Regions from separate parts of the Sus scrofa genome. Here regions 2 and 3 are each linked to region 1. Evidence: chromatin contacts called from public Hi-C and promoter capture Hi-C data. All regions are on one chromosome and are shown on one strand. The core of a region is the stretch at or near the end of the contact, and the rest is flanking DNA. Distances in the headings are between cores, read along the strand shown.

The links. Promoter capture Hi-C pulls out the DNA fragments that hold promoters and counts their contacts. A called contact is a pair of places that touch in the nucleus more often than the background predicts.
Region 2: a contact with region 1 is called in a promoter capture Hi-C map of liver, with 3 times the contacts expected there. The contact joins the promoter of RANBP10 here to the promoter of ESRP2 in region 1. A contact is called at or near these places in 1 of 5 promoter capture datasets (liver), 1 of 47 Hi-C or Micro-C datasets (embryonic fibroblasts) and 2 of 2 datasets of contacts at active chromatin or transcription factors (alveolar macrophages and skeletal muscle).
Region 3: a Hi-C map of liver shows a contact between it and region 1, with 10 times the contacts expected there. The contact joins the promoter of LCAT here to the promoter of ESRP2 in region 1. A contact is called at or near these places in 2 of 47 Hi-C or Micro-C datasets (both in liver) and 1 of 2 datasets of contacts at active chromatin or transcription factors (alveolar macrophages).

What each region holds. Positions count from the first base shown.
Region 1 is chr6:28,812,144-28,815,561 of Sscrofa11.1, reverse strand. It overlaps ESRP2 (epithelial splicing regulatory protein 2), which reads left to right and starts at 1,570. Exons shown (of 16, transcript XM_021094132.1): 1 at 1,570-1,791; 2 at 2,145-2,880; 3 at 2,966-3,094. The coding sequence starts at 2,683.
Region 2 is chr6:28,426,515-28,429,932 of Sscrofa11.1, reverse strand. It overlaps RANBP10 (ran-binding protein 10), which reads left to right and starts at 1,550. Exons shown (of 14, transcript XM_003355780.5): 1 at 1,550-1,820; 2 at 2,590-2,701. The coding sequence starts at 1,586. It overlaps TSNAXIP1 (translin-associated factor X-interacting protein 1), which reads right to left and starts at 1,402. Exons shown (of 16, transcript XM_021094108.1): 1 at 928-1,402. The coding sequence starts at 974.
Region 3 is chr6:28,551,980-28,555,397 of Sscrofa11.1, reverse strand. It overlaps LCAT (lecithin-cholesterol acyltransferase), which reads left to right and starts at 1,886. Exons shown (of 10, transcript NM_001164856.1): 1 at 1,886-2,041; 2 at 2,747-2,903; 3 at 2,981-3,096; 4 at 3,192-3,291; 5 at 3,293-3,294; 6 at 3,296-3,299; 7 at 3,302-3,347; 8 at 3,350-3,368; 9 at 3,371-3,418. The coding sequence starts at 1,888. SLC12A4 (solute carrier family 12 member 4) reads left to right here. Exons shown (of 24, transcript NM_213949.2): 20 at 6-137; 21 at 216-323; 22 at 515-702; 23 at 820-953; 24 at 1,091-1,236. The coding sequence ends at 1,182.

The DNA.
Region 1 (3,418 bases), core at 321-2,820:
TGCGAGTGGGTGGGTGGTGGGGTAGGGAGGCAATAAGTGATTTACTGTAGTAGCAGAAAGAAGATGTGAGAGCCAGTAGGGGAACAGGAGTGTGGGTTGCTTTGTAATAATGGCTTGATCTAGGAGGACCCATTTGAAGATTAGGTAAGGGAGCACAGCAACACAGGGGCCTAATTTTTTTTTTTTTTTTTTTCCTTTTTAGGCCTGCACCTGCAGCATATGGAGGTTCCCAGGCTAAGGGGCAATTCGGAGCTGTAGCTGCCAGCCTATGCCACAGCCACGGCAACGCAGGTTCAAAGCTGCCTCTGCAACCTACACCACAGTTCACCACAACACCGGATCCTTAACCTGCTAAGCAGGCCAGGGGTCGAACTTGCAACCTCATGGTTCCTAGTCTGATTCCCACTCCACCACGACAGGAATTCCCTAATGTTATTTTAATGAATTTGAATTTCGTTTTTCAAAGAGTCCAAACATGGGTTATGGTTATTGCCATGTGGGTGGGGGTGGTCAGACAGGTGTACGGGGGTTTGGGGGAGCCGAAACCCCCCACACTTGGGTTCATTACCCCGCAGGGACCTGTACATGCATGTATGCATCTCCAATGGAAATGCGTTCAGGACTGTCCGAAGTGCCAAGAGGTCACCTCAAGGGGGAGGCTTCCTCATTGAGACCCGCGCTGGAGGAAGAATAGCCTAACGCGAAGGTCTAGAGGTTGAATGGATAGGGGTCGCCAGAAAGGGCGAGACTGAGATCAGGTAGCAGCTGGATGGCCCAGCAAGGGCGCCAGGGCTCTGTCCTCTAGGAGGAGAACCCAGACTGGAGCCTAACCTGGGGCGATGTACGCCAGGGAAGTTTTAGGAGAGGCTGGGGTGCTTTTGGGGTGGAATTAGCTGCAAGGGCAGAGCCTGAAGGAAGGCCGACTCAGCCGGGCACACGTGCGCTCCAGGATTGGGTGGAGGGAACTTACCTCGCTGTTGCGCGGACCACAGAACAAATATTTGACATTCCAGGTTTATCTAGAGGAGGGCGGAGCCCGAAGAGCGACATGTCCTCCTCCCTCCGGTCCTGATTGGCTTAGCGCTTCGCGGGGGTGGGGTTAAGTGTGCAGGCGCCGGGTAGCAGTCTCGCGTAGGGCAGTAAAGCGCAGACACTCGCGTACATCCCAGGGGGAAGTGCTTGTTGCCCAAAGCCGCTGGAAGACCCGTCTACTTCCCTCTCCCTCTTGGCCGCCGTGTCCCAGCGCGAGTCATTACCCTCCCAGACGCCTCAGTCTCTTATCCGTCAAATGGGGACGCGATGCAGTGTGAATTAGTGGACAAAGCCTCGTAGGCGCCCCCTCTACGCTGGGCTCCTTCGCTCTCTCAGTGGTCCGAAGGTCTGGACGCAGCGCCCAGTTTCTCCGAAAGAGTGAGGTGTGGCTCTCGCCCCAGCTTCCGCTGGGGCTTGGCAACCCTCCCTATGTGTCTGCTTCTGCTGGGCTGGAGTCCCTCCTACCCGCTGGATTCATCTTCAGTTTCTGAGTCGCATAAATGGGAGAACCGGGGGAAGTCCGGAGCGGCCTGGAGACTCAACCATAAAGGAGCCTCAGCAAGCCTGACTGGGCGAAAGGGTGCTGGGAGCCCTCCACAGGAACTGTCCGGAGGAGAGAAGAGATGGAGGATCTGCAGCCCCTTTGCGCACAATGCGCTTTTGCCGCTGCCCCCCCCCCCCCGCCCCAGCACGCTCATATCTCCAGGCAACAGGCCTGTGGTCAAGGGGGAAGGCGGCAGGTCGCAGTCCTCACCTGGGGTAGGAGTGAGGCTTCTGGTCGGGAGCTTCTGGTTCAGTGCCGTCTGGGGTGCCGCTCTTGGGAGCTGGGGCCGAGGTGGTGGGAACGCGCTTCTTTCTTCCCCAGCACCGAGGCCTGCTCACCTCCAACCATGCTTTGGCACCGTGGGCCCTTCCTGAAGCCAGGCTAAGGCCCAGCCTTTGCACCTGTAGGGACAAGCCCTGACTACTGATCCCAAGGGTTCCTTGGTGCTCTCTGACACCCTTCCCTCCCCCTCAATCGACCTATGGTGATCCCCCTACAAGCCTTTGGGTGATGCCCGGTAATTTTCACCACTCCTTGTGACCATGGGTGACTTCTACTACCCGTCCAGACCAGCCGTCATGACTCCCTCAGCCTCTACGCTGCCTCCTGGTGATTTTCACTACTCCTAACGGACTGAAGAAGGTCCTTGGTTTTGCACTTCCCTTGGCGAAGGCCTCCTGGTGGAGGAGTGAGGAGGAAGCCTCGTGGGAGCGGAGTGTGGAGTCGCCCCGTTAGTCAGGCAGGTTCTGCTAAGGGGAGTGGGAGTCCGGGTTCTGAGAATTAGCCCAGGCCAGGCCTGTGAGCACGCGCGTCCAGGGCTAGGTTCTAGTGGCCCTCCCCCACGGTTCCGGGGGCCGCCCTCGGGTCACGTGGCCCGCAGGGCCGACAGGTATCTCGCCCAGAGAGGGCGGGGGCCGGTAGCCGCCCCGCCCCGCCGGGCGCTGCGGGCGGGTCTCAGCAGCGCCCACAGCGCCAGCCGGGCCGCAGGTGCCGCCCCCAACACACCGTGTCCCGCCCAAGCCGATCCGCGTCTGCCGTCTGTCGGTGCGTGCGTGAGCTTCGTCGGTCCGCGTGTGTCTGGCCGAGCGCCCCCTTCCTCTGCGGCCATGACTCCGCCGCCACCCCAGCCACCGCCCCCAGGCCCGAACCCCACAGCAGACTCCGCTGCCGACCCCCGACCCGGGCCTGGACCCCTAGTCGTACTGTTCGGGGCTACGGCCGGTGCGCTGGGGCCAGACCTGGGCTCTGATGAGACCGACTTAATCCTCCTAGTCTGGCAAGTGGTGGAGCCGCGGAGCCGCCAGGTAGGGTGGAAAGGGGACGGTGAGGTCTCCAGGGAGCTTCAGGATCCGAGGGACGCAGTTGCTAATAGGTTTTCCTCGCTCTCAGGTGGGGACATTACATAAATCACTGGTTCGCGCCGAGGCGGCCGCACTGAGCCCGCAGTGCCGCGAGGCGAGCGGCCTGAGCGCCGACAGCCTGGCGCGGGCCGAGCCGCTGGACAAGGTGCTGCAGCAGGTGAGCGGCGGGGCTGGGGTGAATGGAGGCACCGCCGGGCCGCAGGGACATTTCTCGGCGGGAGAGGCGGCAGGAGGCGAGGCCTGGCGCGCCACAACCAACTGGCCGGGGCGGTAGGACGGGTTCCTGTTGTTTGAAACTTTCAGCGACTCCCGCGTGTGCGTGTGTCCGCGTGTGCGGGCCATTCCTGGGGGCGGGGGTGGGGGGGGCGTCTTTACAGCGATCCACTCCTACTGAGGGGGTGGAGATGGAGGCTGTGAGACCCCTCCCAGAGTCCCCGGCCTGCTGGGGAGCTAAACTGAGGCGCCTCTGGGAACCTGCCTG
Region 2 (3,418 bases), core at 301-2,800, 390 kb after region 1:
CTAGTTGGATTTCTTTCCACTGAGCCACGATGGGAACTCCAAAATTTTTTGTTTTAAATATATGCTTTGTGACTTTCCTGGCTAACGGAGCTTGTTATCTTATTTTCAGTGTCCAGAGGCTGCACCCTGAATACAGGCAGGAGCTAGCAGGAGGCCTCGGGATGTTTCTAGGCTGCTTAGTGATGCTTCTTTGTCATAAACCAGTGGGTGCAGAGGCTGTTAACCTTGTGGCTAAGCGCTCAGTTTCAGGAATCACACATGCCTGGCTGGGTTTGAATCCTAGCTCAGTCATTTATAAACAGGTGTAAAACTCATGATCTCTCTAGACTTCTATTTCTCTATTTGTAAAATGGTGATATTACTAATTCATAGAGTTGTTGTGAGGGTTAATTGTGCTATGTAAAGAGCATGGCACAATTCCGGCTGTGGCTCAGCGCATTAAGAACCGGACAGAAGATACGTGAGGATGCGGGTTCCATCCCTGGCCTTGTTCAGTGGGTTAAGGATCTTGTGTTGTCCTGACCTGAGGTGCAGGTCCCAGACGTGGCTCGGATCTAGTGTTGCTGTGGCTGTGATATAGGCCGGCAGCTGCAGCTCCCATTCGACCCCTAGCTTGGTTATTTCCATACGCCGCTGGTGCGGCCCTAAAAAGATAAAAAAACACAAACAAACAAACAAACAAAAAAACTTGGCACGCTCAATACAAACAAGATGGCTGTTACTAATGATAAAGTATGCCTGCCCTTTTACAAGAATGTAACGGCCTCCCTGAGCTGAGGAGTCATCTGAGATTCTGTTTCTTCATCACCTATCCTGTGCGGTTGGAGCCCCAGACCAACGGAGAGAGGTCCGAATCAGGTACCATTTATTTCTTTTTCTGGAAGTAGTAAAGCCCTCTTCTCCGCCCTCAGCCCTGCCAGCGCTTACCTCGACGTGGTCGCCAAGCTGGGGCACTGCGGTTTGGAGGAGGCCATGACCCTAGGGCAGCCGTGCAGCCAGCACTCGCGAACTGGAAAGCCGTGCTAGTGTACAGCTCGTCGCCATGGCGACCAGTTCCCAGCAGCCCAGCGGCGGGGGCGGGGTCAAGGTTGTGTCTTGCCCCCAGCCCAGAGCCCGCGGGCTAGGAGGAAGGCCAAGTAGCCAAGATGGGGTCAGACTTGGGAATAGGGTCTTCTCAGAGTCTGTCACTACAGCAGATATGACTCTAGCGACCAGAATTGAGGCAGGAGGATAAACAGAGGCCATGGGTGAGGGAGGCGAAGTGAGAGGCCAGAATCGCGTTGCCAGCGGGAACTGTAGTTTTTGGTGTCCTAATAGCTTGGCTAAGCAGGCTTATGACTGAGTCGGTTTGTACTACATCTCCCAAAGTTCTTTACCAGCCCGAGCTAGCCTCCCTATGGAGAGCTCTGCATTCTGGGAAATGAAGTCCGAAATATGGCAGGGCGTGGCAGTATGCAAAGAGAGGTACCTAACTCGGACTCGATTTCCCTGCGGCCCGGGTTTGCTCTCCGGCCATTGGCTGAGCGGGGCGGATCTAGTCCTGTTCTTCCCCGCCCCCAGTGACACAATAGCAGCTCCCTCCAAGATGGCGGCGGCGACGGCGGATCCGGGAGCTGGGAGCCCGCAGGTTGGAGACTCCTCCGGCGGGGGCGCTGGGGGCGGGCTGCCGTCTCCGGGGGAGCAGGAACTGAGCCGGCGCCTGCAGCGCCTGTATCCCGCGGTCAACCAGCATGAGACGCCGCTGCCGCGCTCCTGGAGCCCCAAGGACAAGTACAACTATATCGGCCTCTCCCAGGGCAACCTCCGCGTCCACTACAAAGGTATCGGCCTGTTTGGCCGCGGGGGGTAAAAGGCCAGAGCGTCAGCAGGGTGGCTGTGCTGTCCAGCCCCTGCTTCATCACTTCCTTTCCCCAAGCTCCGGATTAGGCCTTAGCTCCTGTTGGGTGTTTGGGTGGTGGGCTGACCAGACCGAGGATTGGCTGCTTAGCCTACTCTGCCGTGAGACTTCGGATGTCAGGAGAACCTCAACAGGTGTCCAAACCCAGTGCTGGGTTGGACATTGCACCCAAGGCCTTCTTGCCTGTCCTGTGGTAGTTGGAACTCTCCCTGGGCCCTTCACCACTGCTTAGCTTTAAACGTCTCTGTAGACATTAGTGGTCTCATCCTCTCTATTAGCCAGAGGTGCATGAGCTTGCTTACCTGCTGGACATCTCAGACACTGCCTACGGTTCTGTGCTAAAGTTGTGGGGCCATCTTCCAGGGCTGCCTCTTCCTCCCTTAGTCTCCTAAGTGGGCTGCTTGGCTGCTTGTATTCTGGAGAGTCTGGCAGCAGCACGAGGGAATCTCTCACTTGTCACCCACCTTGCATATGCCTCCTGTGGTTTGTATGGAGACAGTGTCTCAGACAGTGCTACTGTTCTGAGGATGAGGTGGGAGGTTTGTGTGTTTGCTCAGTTGTTGTCTAATTACACCTTGGACCAGGAAAGGGCTTCCTCTGGCTATGAGGGGTGAAGTTGCTGTGGAGCAGAGAAGAATGAGTCTTCCATTTGCATTTCCTTTTGCTGAAATTTCTTTGTCCTCTCTTACTAGGTCATGGCAAAAATCACAAAGATGCAGCCTCAGTGCGCGCCACCCACCCCATACCTGCTGCCTGTGGCATTTATTACTTTGAGGTGAAGATTGTCAGCAAAGGAAGAGATGGGTAAGCCCAATACTGAGCTGTTCCTTTTGGTCAAAGTTTGAGGTCTCCTGATTGACCCTTGTGACTTGTGTGAGCTGCTGAGCTGTATGGGTCTGGGCTGCAGAGGGGATTAATAGTGGCTGCCTCTGTTACCTGGCTGTAGGCATGGCCTGGTCTAAGCAGCAGCCTTTGATGGCAGTTAGGAACCTGGTGTAGAGGAGGGGCTTCTCTTTAGTGATGACGAAATGAGGTACCTCATAGGTGAGGGAACCAAGTTTACATTAACAATTCAGTGTCCAGAATGGAGTTTCCCCATTATTGTGGGGTGTTTGTGACTTCCCTCCTTTCACACTCTTGCTGCATTCAAGGTTCCTTTTTATGGTTATTAGTCATGTAGAGGCCCCTTTAGACTTCAAAGGAGTAGTAAAGTCTTTGCAGCATTCATCAAAGCTGCGGCAGCCACTGGCCTGTCATCTTAGGGTAAACAGCATGCACATGGTCAAAATCAGGTGACCTTGCTACTCATAAACTTGTTTTTCAGTCTCGGGACTTGAACACCAGTTGGACCAGCTTTAGGAAGGTCCATATTAAAGTCAGCATTAGGGAAGCTCCCTATTTTAGGGTGATCTAAGCAGACACAGGACATCACAGGGGAGATTTGTCATTTTTCTTCCTTTTTTCCTAGTCTCTCTGTTTTTTTCCTGGTAATTGTTGTAAAACAGGTGTTTAAGTTGTGAA
Region 3 (3,418 bases), core at 637-3,136, 260 kb after region 1:
CACAGGTTTGGAGGAAGTGCCGCATGCGCATTTTCACAGTGGCCCAGATGGATGACAACAGCATCCAAATGAAGAAGGATCTGGCCATCTTCCTGTACCACCTACGTCTTGAAGCCGAAGTGGAGGTGGTGGAAATGGTGAGCCACCTGCCCAATGGAACCCTGTGGATACCCTGCCCCACGTAGTCTGGTCCTCACGGCTTACTCTCTCCCCAGCCTAACAGCGACATCTCTGCATACACCTATGAGCGGACGCTGATGATGGAGCAGCGCTCCCAGATGCTGCGGCAGATGAGGTTGACTAAGACTGAGCGGGAGCGAGAGGTCAGTGGCCGTCTTGGTTCAGGGCAGGGCAGGGCGGGCGGCAGGGTCAGGCCCTTGGAAACATCATCGGGTGGGAGGGTCAGAATGACTCATCTCAGCCCCACCCATTTCCCTAAGGCCTGTTGATCATGCTGGGCAGCCAGGCCCCTCTCTCCCATGGCACCAAGGCAAACTCCTCCCATTGTCCTCAGGCCCAGCTGGTCAAGGACCGGCACTCAGCCCTGCGGCTGGAGAGCCTGTACTCAGATGAGGAGGACGAGTCTGTAGCTGGGACTGACAAGATCCAGATGACATGGACTCGAGACAAGTACATGGAGGCCGAACCCTGGGACCCCAGCCACACCCCTGACAACTTCCGGGAGCTGGTGCATATTAAGCCGTGAGTGCAGCAAAAATGGACTCAGCCACACTGGGGGATGGGGTGGAGGTTGGATGGGGCAGACAAGCTCTGTGGGTGGACTGGGGTGGGGCCCACGATCAGCTGTATTATCTGCAGGGACCAATCCAATGTGCGACGCATGCACACGGCTGTGAAGCTCAATGAAGTCATTGTCACACGCTCCCATGACGCCCGCCTAGTCCTGCTGAACATGCCGGGCCCACCCAAGAACAGTGAAGGCGATGAGAACTGTATCCCTTTGTGGAGAGGCAAGGGAGAGGCGGGCAGTGGGGAGGGGGACATTGTATGAGGTCAAGCCAAGAGCTCCTCTCCTGGGTCCCCCTTGGTGTTTCCCTGGGTGCTGCCTCCTTGACCTGATACCCTACAGACATGGAGTTCCTGGAAGTGCTGACCGAGGGCCTCGAACGGGTGCTGTTGGTACGCGGCGGTGGCCGGGAAGTCATCACCATCTACTCCTGAGCCCAGTACAGACTTGCGGCTTAGAGTAGAGGTGTCCAGGGTAACAAACAGCTCCCTCCCAGCACCCACCCACCAGCTCTGCTTTGCCCTGCCCTGCCCTGGACCCAGCTTTGCTAGGTCTCCTTGGAGACCGGGCCCAGGCCTGGCAATGGAGATGGAGCCGAGGTCCTGTAGGACCCTGAGAGTTTTGGGGACTTTCCGGTCCGCAAGAACCCCAGGTTGCCTGTCCTGACCGGAGAAGACTGGTAGGGACTGTTGTGGGCTCTGAAGGCAGCTGGCCCAGGAGCACTATTTATTGCATATTTATTGTTCAAATGTCACTATCAGAGAGGAGGGGACGGACAAGGGAGGGTGTCTAGCCAAGTGCGCCTGCAGGAAGATCTGGCTCAGGCTACTGTGGGCAGGGACCCCCACCAAGCCAAGCTGAATGGAACCAGCCAACTGAAGCCTGACTTTTCAATAAAAACACTGTGTACTTCTGGGCCTCCTGCTGCCCTGCTCTGTTTCTCCTGGCACCAAGGGAAGAAGGCGGAACTGAACCCAGGCCCAGAGCTGGCTCCCTGAGGCTGTGCCCCTTTCCGGCAATCTCTGGCCACCCCCATTGGCCAGGCTGTCCCTCCCACTGGTCCTGGGGCCCCTCCCACCCCCATTCCAGATAAGGCCAGCTCAGGACTGCTTCACTGGGCACTAGGCACTGGGGCCGGAATGGGCCTGCCCGGCTCCCCACGGCAGTGGGTCCTGCTGCTGCTGGGGCTGCTGCTCCCCCCTGCCGCCCCCTTCTGGCTCCTCAATGTGCTCTTCCCCCCGCACACCACGCCCAAGGCTGAGCTCAGTAACCACACACGGCCCGTCATCCTCGGTAAGCCCCCACCAGGCCCCCGGTACACCAGGCTGGACCTTGGGGAACCTGGACCCCAGCCCCTGGTAGCAGAGCCTGCCAAGGCCCTCTGCCCCCCGCATTAGCCCTGATCCCTGCCGCAGTGTTCGGAGGGGCCAAAGGCTTGACCTGCAGAGAAATCAACCCCTTCCTGTGCCACACTGTTCCTGTATCTGAGTTGTCTCTGGGTGGAGTGGAGGGTGGGTATGCCTGAGGGCTTGGCCAGGGCATGACAGGCTGTGGTCAGCTGCAGCCGCCGGACCCTGGGCCAAGCCCCACCACTCCTTCCTCAGCCCCCCCAGCAAAGGCAAGATGCCCAGCCCAGGAGAGCAGGAGAGGCTTGTCAGGTCCTGCCCCCTCCTCCTAGGCCCAGTCCCCACTCCCTCATACTATTTGTTCTCCCCTTGGACTTTGGCAGTAATGGAAAGCCACGCTAGATGTTTGCTTTGTGGGGGCAGGGGTCAGTGGCCTTGGCCTCTGCACCTTCCCTGCCTGAGGGGAGCCTGGGCTTTGGGGGTGGGGTGGGAAATGTGATCGAAAGAGTGTATCCTGTCTTTAGTCCCTAGAGGTGAGGGTGTGGGAGATGAAGTGGTGGGGCTGGTGACTGCAGTGTCCGGGAGGTGAGTCTCGGGTGGGGTCTACCGCGGGGAAATCAGAGGAATCCAGAGTGAAGGCTAGTGCCCGCAGTACCTGGCTGCCTGGGGAATCAGCTGGAAGCCAAGCTGGATAAACCAGATGTGGTGAACTGGATGTGCTACCGCAAGACAGAGGACTTTTTCACCATTTGGCTGGATCTCAATATGTTCCTACCCCTTGGGGTAGACTGCTGGATTGATAATACCAGGTTCGTGCCATCCCCCCGGCCTAGCCCCCTACCCTGCCCCATGGCTGCTGGTCTGCTGAATGTCCCACTGCCCCCAGGGTTGTCTACAACCGCACCTCTGGGCGCGTGTCCAACGCACCCGGTGTAGAGATCCGTGTCCCCGGCTTTGGCAAGACCTACTCTGTCGAGTACCTGGACAACAGCAAGTTGGCAGGTGTGTGTACTGGGGGGAAGGGTGGGGCTCTAGGCTGTGGTGGGCTTGCTGGAACCATGGCCAGAGCCCCCCATGCCACTGCCTCCCCACCCCAGGTTATATGCACACACTGGTACAAAACCTGGTCAATAATGGGTATGTGCGGGATGAGACCGTGCGGGCTGCCCCCTACGACTGGCGGCTGGAGCCCAGTGAGTATCTCTGTGTATGGGGGGCTTGGGGCAGGGGAGGTGGCCCCTAACCCAGCTGCTCTGACCTGTCCACCCTGCTGCAGGCCAGCAGGAAGAGTACTACCTGAAGCTTGCTGGGCTGGTGGAAGAAA